Regions from separate parts of the Mus musculus genome. Here region 1 is linked to region 2. A link is a contact called in public HiChIP or PLAC-seq data. All regions are on one chromosome and are shown on one strand. The core of a region is the stretch at or near the end of the contact, and the rest is flanking DNA. Distances in the headings are between cores, read along the strand shown. Region 1 has its middle 9.0 kb from the start of Wdtc1. Region 2 overlaps Smpdl3b (sphingomyelin phosphodiesterase, acid-like 3B).

Region 1 (4,300 bases), core at 417-2,916, 600 kb after region 2:
TTCATCAACACCCATTCCATAGTTATACAGATATAGAGCAGTAGCTAAGTGTAATATCTTGAAAGTCAGACTTATCTTCCTAGACTTGTGCTCTTCAGCACCACACAGGCTATGACCTCCTGGCTGCCGCAGCCAGTTTATTTCTTAGATAGAGTCACTCTGCATCCCAGGCTGGTCTGAAAGTAACTGTGTATCCCAGCCTGACCTCCATGTCCCCTTGCTTTAGCCTCTCAAGAACTGGGATTCCACGCATGAACCATTGTGCCAAATGTAACCATCTTTCCAGTCCCTACTTAGGATTTTTTCAAAACAAGGTTTCTCTGTGTAGCCCTGACTGTCCTAGAACACACTTGTAGACAAGGCTGGCCTTGAACTCCCACCTGCCTCTGCCTAGCTACTAAGGATTCTTAAGTCAGCCTGGTGACGTGGAAGCGCTAAGGGAGGACTTCCTGAACCAAGTGGTATCCAAGCTGAGACCAGAGTGACCTGAAGAAGCAAGGTTTGCAGGGGAAGAAATATCCTTGAGTTCATTTGAGGAACTAGTCCAACCAGGCAGGGCAGAGTGTGATTGAAAATGAGGCTGTGGGCAGATGAGAAGGATCTTAAAAAGCCACTCTAAGATCGTGAAGTCTGTCTCCGGCCATTTGAGCCACGGACCAATCACTTGAATTACGTTATGGAGAAACTGAACAGCATTGGCCAAACTGAAGGCAGGAAAGCTGACAGGAAGACAAACACAGTGACACAGGCAAAGAAGGAAAGTCCCTGGTAAAGGGGCAGATCTGGGAGATAATTAGGAGGTGGATAGACAGGTGGAATGAGTGACTTAACACAGAGAGGTAGGGGCAGAGGGAGGGAAACCGGAAGGCTCTTTTTTCATGGTGGCCATCTGTTGCAGCAGGATGAAGTGGTATCTCTTCCTGGCCATTGGCCACCGCAAAACTCACAATGTGGGTGACAAGCAAAAAATTCCACTTTATTTTTATAAACCATGTATGGTCACAGAAGTTGTTCTGGCTTAAGAAAGGACCGTCTGCTGGTGGTGGTGCACACCTTTAATCCCAGCACTGGGGAGGTAGAGGCAGGCAGATCTCTGAGCTGGCGGCCAGCCTGGTCTACTGGGGGAAGCCCAGGACAGCCAGGGCTACACAAAGAAAACCGTGTCTCAAAAAACAAAACAAAACATAAGGATTAAAAGGGCTGTGTGTGACCACAAACAAAGTTGCCTTAGAAAGTAGGGAGTCTTGTGGGGAGAGTGTATGCTAGAGACTGAACACACAGCTTTGTACGTACAAGCAAGTGCTCTACCACTAAGCTATGCCCTTAGCCATAATTAGTTTTCATTCTGTGCATATGGGTGTTTTGTCTGCATCTATGTCTGTGTAACATGTTATGTGGAGGTGCCCAAAGGAGACCAGAAAAGGGTGTCAAATCCCCTGCAATTAGAGTTACAGATGCTTCTACTGGTACTAGTGCTGATGATGCTACACGTGGTGCTGGGAATAGAACATAGATTCTCTGGAAGAGAGCCCCAGTGCTCTTACCCACAGAACCGTCTCTCTGGTCTCATTATTATTTTAAGATTTGTTTTATTTCATTTACATTCATATTTGTGCCTGTGTTTATGTGTGCCACATGTGGGTAAATGCCCACGGAGGTCAGAAGATGGCACCAGATCCCCAGGAGCTAGAGTTAGAGGCTGTTGTGAGCCGCCCAATGTGAGTGTGGGAAACTGACCTCAGGTCTTCCGGAAAAAAAAAGCAGTAATGTGGTCTTAATTGCTGAGTCATCTCCAATCCATCATTTCTATTTTTAGTTTGAGTCAAGGTCTCACTTAGATGCCATTACTGCCTTAGAGGGCTCTTGACCCACCCTGTCTCAGCTTGCTACCTAGTGAGGGGCATACCGGTTACAGTCTAGAACTAAAAGATCAACAAAGTTACCACAGTTACACTGTAGCCATCAGTCCCAGAAGTCTCAAAGTGGTTACTGTTATATGCTGGGGAGGTAGAAAAAGACTGATATCTCATGGGTCAAGTGACCTCACCGTGTCTGGTCATCTGCCGGCCCAAAGAACAAGCAGAATCCACACATTTGTCAAGCTCACTAAGAAAAAAATGAAATACGAAATGAGTTGTTCAAAAATCCCCTAAACTACCAGGCATGACTGTGCATGCCTGTAATCCTATACTAGAGCTGAGCAAGAGACCTGCTAGCATTTAAGACAACCTTGGCCAAACAGAGTTGTGTAATGAGATCACCTCTTAAAAAAAAAACTATCTCTATACTTCTAAAAAGGGGTCGGATCAGGGATTCTAGGAACACAGCCCAGTTAGTAGAACACTTGCCTAGCATGCACAAACCCAGGGGTTCATCCCCAGCACCGCATAAACCAGGATTGATGCCAAAGGTCCATTTCCCCACCAGTTGGAAGTAGAGGTGGGGGAGGTCAGAAGTTCAAGGTCACCCTTGGCTACTCAGCAAGTTTGATGCCTGTCTGGGCTACAGGAAATGTATCACAAAAAATAGGAGATGGAGGTGAGAGGAGAAAAGTAGGCATTATGGTATACATCTCTAATCCCAGCTCTTGGGAGGCAGAGTCCACCCTGGGCTACATGGAACCCTTTTATAGATGCAGAAAAGGCTTTTAATCAAGTTCAACACCCCAATCATGAGAAATTTCTAGAAGAAACTAGGAATAGAAGATACTTCTTCAAGCCAGACAATGGTGAAATATAAATCTGAAATATAAATGAATAAAATGAGTTTAAAAAAAATTTTTTTTTTGGTTTTTCGAGACAGAATTTCTCTGTGTAGCCCTGGCTGTCCTGGAACTCACTCTGTAGACCATGCTGGCCTCGATTCAGAAATCCTCCTGCCTCTGCCTCTGCCTCTGCCTCCCAAGTTCTGGGATTAAAGGTGTGTGCCACCACTGCCCGGCAAAATGGGTTTTCTTCAACTGTGTGTTTTAATTCCATGCTAGAATGTTAGACGGGAGATGGCCACGGGGCACATGTCATGTCGGACATCAAGCTTTTGAGTTTTATTTTTAAATAAAAAGGACAGTTTTGTTGCTTTGCATTAAAAACAAAGTTAAGAGACTTTAAAAAAAATTTTTTTTTCAGAGATGAGAACTGAACCCAGGGCCTTGTGCCTGCCAGGCAAGCGCTATACCACTGAGCTAAATCCCCAACCCCAATTTAAAATGTTTTAAGGAAATTACAAGAGTTCCTGCAGCTCAAACATGATTTTTAAAAATATTTTATTTTATGTGCATCGGTGTGAACGGGTCAAGAGCTGAGGTTGCAAAGGGTTGTGAGCTGCCACGTGGGTGCTGGGAACTGAACCTGGGTCCTTTGGAAGAGCAACCAGTGGCTCTTAACCACTGTGCCATCTCTCCAGCCCCTCAAACTATGCTTTCTAAATCTCTAAAAACTGGAATGACTTGGAACTAAAGATAAAATATTTGGGCAGGGTGACTGTAGCACACACCTTTGATCCCACCCACCCCTCAGGGACAAAACTCAGATACAGCTTCTAACTGATAGGTTGGCACACTAGAGAAATCACATATCATATTTACATTTGTTTTTTTTTAAATCCCTCTACAGGGTTACCAGAGAGACGGCTCATTTCCAGTAGGGACAGAAACAAAGAGCAGCTTTAAGCTCATCTCTGTGCATGCAACCCTGACCAATCTTGAACCAGATGATGTCCTAACTATGGATATCATATTTATTGATTAATTGCCAACTGGGAACCCTTCATAAAGCAAAAAGGAGTTCATTGGAACTTGCCTGTTGGCTTCTATTGCAAATGCTTTCCATATACAGAGAATAAATACTCTCTTTGAGACTCAAATCTGGACATTTTACCAGGCATGAAGAACCTTAGAGGGTGAACCTTACAATGATGGGTCGGGTCCATTCTTTATAAAGGCTTAGCCTTGGGGAAAAAAGGCATTAGAGTGAAGCTTAATTCCTTCAAGACAAGCTATAATACCAAAGGGGTCTGTCCCTTCCCTCACTGAGGAAATAGCTCAATTGTCTATAATCCCCATCCATAAAATTCTCACCTCTCCCCCCAACCCCCAAGAGGCATCTATGGAGCTGTGGGACCAACAGAATGGTCACAACATTTGGTTCACATCTGGTTTACTGATGGTTCATCAACCACTGATGAAACCCAAGCTAAGGGAAAGCAGCAGCCTAGAGACCAGGGGATGGAGTGGCCGAGACTGAGGAAGGAACAACAAAACCAGTGCAGCTCTATTGGCTAGAAAGTAAACAACTAGGAGAGC
Region 2 (4,481 bases), core at 1,368-3,867:
TGGGTCGGGACAGGTGCAGGAGAAAGAAAGGACAGTACATGAGAAGAAAGCTGTAGCTATGAGCCCTGCACATTCCCATGACCAGGAGAGACAATCTACAGGGCAGCCAGGCAGGACAGAATTACAACCCACATTCTGCCTTTTCATTGCCAGCTATGAAGCCCTGGGTAGGTTGGTAGCCTATCTGAGCTGCAATGGGCTCATCTGTAAAATGGATAATAATGGATACCTAACCATAGAGTCATATACTAAATAAAAATAAAACATTGGATTTCTACACAGCTCTCTGGGAGATGTCTTTATAACAAAAGAGCTACGACCCTAAAAGTCATCTTCCACAGGCATGCATTCGGTGCTGCAAGCTCCTAGAGGCTTCTAGAAAAATGTTCCACCTGGGGAGGGATCACAGGTTTCCCAGTGTCTCTCCCAGAGTCTGTATTTCACAGTGTTACGGTTTTTAAGGGCCCTTCCTCAGAGCCCTTCCCCCCAAGCAAGACCCCTCAAAGGAGTCTATTGATTTCTGGGCCCAAGAAACTGAGAAATGGCTGGGCAGTGGTGGCACATGACTTTAGTCCCAGCACTCCAGAGGCAGAGGCAGAGGCAGGCAGATCTCTAAGTTCAAGGCCAGCCTGGTCTACAAAGTGAGTTTTAGGGAAGCCAGGACGACACAGAGAGACCCTGTCTGGAAACAGAGCCCCACCCCAGTACCTGCCACCAAAACAAAGAAACTGAGGACTGACCAGGTCCTCCTGACACATTGCCATATTCCTTAAGGGGGTTAGCCTTTCCACTCCTCCTGCATGGAGCCCATGGCATGATCACTCCCATCTCATAATGAGGGACAGTCAAGAACGTCATGGGTTCATCCCAGCTCCTAGAATCATCCACTGAGACTGGCAGAGGGAGCACCTGGAACTGTCCTTGAACCTGGTCCTCACACCTGGGTCACCACATCCTGTAGGAAGTCCTTTCCTATGCTGCTATGTGGATCAGGTTCCTTGTGCAATTTGCATACCCCCACAGGTGGCTCCCTGCTGGCTGGAAAAGTATGGACCCTGGGCTCACCTGGATCCTCTGGAAGTCTAAGGCCCTCTGAGGGCCAGTCCCTGTCTCTACCATCTCAGTTCCCCAGTGTCTACCCCAGGACTGAGCAAGTGCCAGGCTGATTGGCCAAGTTCTCTACATCCTGCATATTCACCTGAGATGAAGATTAAAAGAGACAGAGGAGGTGAGGGGCCCGGCTCACAGGTGAAATCCGACTGCTCTTACCCTGTCCAGAGAATGAAGTCAGGCTTTGGTTCAATCTCCTTCATGGCATACAAGGACGAGTTGATAAGGGCCCAAGGAGAATCGCAGAGGTAGTCCCCCCAGGGGCCAGCATTTAGCACAGGCTGGGAGCCGGCCGACGGGCACACCTGGAGGGGGTCTTTGGATACGGTGTAGTTGGGGTCCAGATGCAGGTCGGAGATGTGCCAGAACCTCCCTGTGGGGAAAGAGAACCTCCCTCAATACTGGATGAGGAAGCGGCCCTGAGATAAACACAGGCTCCTCTGGACACCAGGTTTCCAGAAAAAGTTCTACGGACCAGCTCTGTTCAGCCAGTGACTTCTTTTTTTTTTTAAAGATTTATTTATTTTTTATATGTAAGTACACTGTAGCTGTCTTCAGACACACCAGTAGAGGGCATCAGATGTCATTACAGATGGTTGTAAGCCTCCATGTGGTTGCTGGGATTTGAACTGAGGACCTTCGCGGAAATACAGTCGGTGCTCTTAACCACTGTCTCTCCAGCCCCCGCCAGTGACTTCCTGTTGAAGGTTCTTACCATTGCCATCCCTGTACTGACAGAAGGTGCATAAGAGACGGGGTCATATGACCCTCAAAGTGCTGAACCAGGTGCTGGTTTGCAAATTAAGGTGAGAAAAGTGTATAGGTTTGAACAGTCAGACTCGGGATCCACCAAGGAGCTGGATGGCCTTGGGCAAGTTCAGTCACTCAGAGAGCCTATGGCTAGGTCCAGACCCTGCATACCTCAGTGAGATATGAGCAAAAAAAAAAAAAAAAAAAAAAAAAAACCAAAATTGGACCTGGGGGAGAAGGCTTACACACAAATGAGTTGGGAGACCTTGAAACCCTGGGGAGTCTGTGTGGGAATGAGAGGGGAGCACAACAGAGGATGATGGACTATCCCATGGGACGGTGCTCCTCACATGGGTGTGCTCACCACGACAGGACGTCAGCATGCACTGTGGGAGGCAAGTTTGTTATAGTGTTTGACAGGATTTTGCTCCAAACCAAGGGAATCTAATGTAACACAGAGAAAGGAAATAGAAGCCAGCAAGGTGGAGCACGGAGCTGCATAACCAGTCTCTCTCTGTCTCTGTCTGTCTGTCTGTCTCTCTCTGAGACAGAACTGGCTTTGAACCCAAGATCCTCCTACGTCAGTCTCCCAAGTGCTAGGCCTACTGGTGCACACCAGCACACCCAGCTCTCCATGACTGCAGACTGCATATTGAAAGTAGGTGTAGCCTCTGCCCTCGATCCAGTGTTCTGGGCTGGTGTTGGGAGAAGCCGGGGGAATTACCTCACCAGCCACCGCCTATGTAACTTCCTCCTCCACTTCCTCAAACTGTGAATGAAGCCTGCTTCCTTCCCTACAGGAAGCCGAGTCTAAGGCTGGGACCAGAACTTGAATGTGAAACCAAAACAGGCCCTGGCTCCTGTCAGTCCTAAACTTCTCTTCACAGGTGCTCTTAGGAGCTTAGGGAAAGAAAAAGACCTTGCCTGCCTTTCCTGACCTATGCCTGATTTGTGGAAAGGACCTAAAACTTGCTTACACTAAGGTATGAATGTCTGATTAAGCAAATCATTACCCCTCCCGTACGCAGTACCGCTGCCCTGCCCACAGCCCTGGGAAGCTTGGATTACTAAGGTCCACTTTCCTGATAAGGAAGCAAAGTTCAGAGGTCACCAGGCCTGAGATCACGTGGCCAGTGGGTCCGGTCCTATGGCTCAGACTCTCTAAGGAGATGTGATTGCTGTCTGGTGAGCCCAGTACCCTACTGTCTTAGATGGGTGTCTCAGTTGACAGTGTGAGCTTACATTTTGAATTTTTTACCCAAATGAAAATTTTATTTATTTATTTATTTATTTAAAGATTTATTTAAAGATTTATTTATTTATTTATTATATGTAAGTACACTGTAGCTGTCTTCAGACACTCCAGAAGAGGGAGTCAGATCTTGTTACGGATGGTTGTGGATGGTTGTGAGCCACCATATGGTTGCTGGGATTTGAACTCCAGACCTGTGGAAGAGCAGTCGGGTGCTCTTACCCACTGAGCCATCTCACCAGCCCGAAATTTTTATTTATAATAGGAAGGGATTTAACCTTTCCATACAGATTTCAACCCCTAATATATTTGAAATAATTCCTACAGGAGCAAAACCCTAAGCCAGGGTAAAGGGATTAAATGCCTCATTCTATTCAGCAAGTGGATGGGTTAGTGTACCTTCCAAGTGCCATGGCATCTGCTAGCTCGTGCCTCTGGCCATGCGTTAGGCCAAGCTGGCCAGCCTAATGCAACCAGCCTAATGTTACCAACTTCCGTCTGGTGTCCTCGGAGGACCCGGGCAGAGGCATTGCCCTGCCTCAAGGATGATCTTTTTCAGTTAACCACAAGCACCAACCACTTGGTCTCTCTGATGTCAGCCACAGTGAACATTTCTTCATTCCAGAAAGTCCTGGCTAGTGGTGAGGCCATACCAGTTGTCAGTAACTAGTCAAAGTGAAACTACATCCAGAGGCCCCAACACCTCTGAGTTGGGTGTGTGTGTGTGGTATGTTGGGTGTGGTGGGTGTGTGTGTCTGGTGTGTGTGGTGTGTGTATGTGTGAGTTGGGTGTGTGTGTGTGTGTGTGTGTGTGTGTGTGTGTGTGTGTTGCTGTAAATCAAACTCAGGGCGTCCTGCATGCTCTACTACTGAACATATTCCTAGCCCTCCCCGCATTGCCTTGTTTTGAGAAAAATCATATTACAGTGCTCAGACAGATGGCACGAGTTCAGGTGAACCTTCCCCCATTCGGCCTTCCAAGTACGAAAGGTGTGTGCCACCACTAAGCAGTTGAAGTAAAGACTCTTTTTTTTTTTTTTTTTTTTTGAAGAGGTTAGAGGGTGAGTGGGGTTTTAAGACAGGGCTTTCCTATGGAGCTCTGGCTGTCCTGGAACACACTCTGTAGCCCAGGGTGACCTTGAACTCAGAGATCTGCCTGCCCTTGCCTCTAGAATGCCAGAATTAAAGGCATGCACCACCACTGCCTGAAGTAAGGATTTTTTTGTTATTGTTGTTTTTCTTTTTCTTTTTTCTTTCTTTCTTTTTTTTTGTTTTTGTTTTCGTTTTTTTGTTTTTTGTTTCGAGACAGAGTTTCTCTGTGCAGTCCTGGCTGTCCTGGAACTCACTCTGTAGACCAGGCTGGCCTTGAA

Evidence for each region. HiChIP or PLAC-seq counts read pairs in DNA pulled down with a chosen protein or histone mark.
Region 1: an H3K27ac HiChIP or PLAC-seq map of embryonic stem cells shows a contact between it and region 2, with 3 times the contacts expected there. The contact joins two enhancer-like sites. A contact is called at or near these places in 2 of 39 promoter capture datasets (liver and pre-B cells), 2 of 115 datasets of contacts at active chromatin or transcription factors (embryonic stem cells and pancreatic cancer cells) and 1 of 9 other capture datasets (liver).

What each region holds. Positions count from the first base shown.
Region 1 is chr4:133,346,120-133,350,419 of GRCm38.p6, forward strand. It overlaps a transcript of Wdtc1 not described here. Among named protein-coding and RNA genes, the nearest start is that of Wdtc1, 9.0 kb to the left of the region's middle. Within about 2 kb of position 1,667, at least 47 of the 459 cell types and tissues checked have an H3K27ac peak or open chromatin away from gene starts, as enhancers often do. A contact at or near this core is called in embryonic stem cells and pancreatic cancer cells, where this site is marked.
Region 2 is chr4:132,745,209-132,749,689 of GRCm38.p6, forward strand. It overlaps Smpdl3b (sphingomyelin phosphodiesterase, acid-like 3B), which reads right to left. Exons shown (of 8, transcript NM_133888.2): 2 at 1,270-1,483. Among named protein-coding and RNA genes, the nearest start is that of Smpdl3b, 9.7 kb to the right of the region's middle. Within about 2 kb of position 2,618, at least 202 of the 459 cell types and tissues checked have an H3K27ac peak or open chromatin away from gene starts, as enhancers often do. A contact at or near this core is called in embryonic stem cells and pancreatic cancer cells, where this site is marked.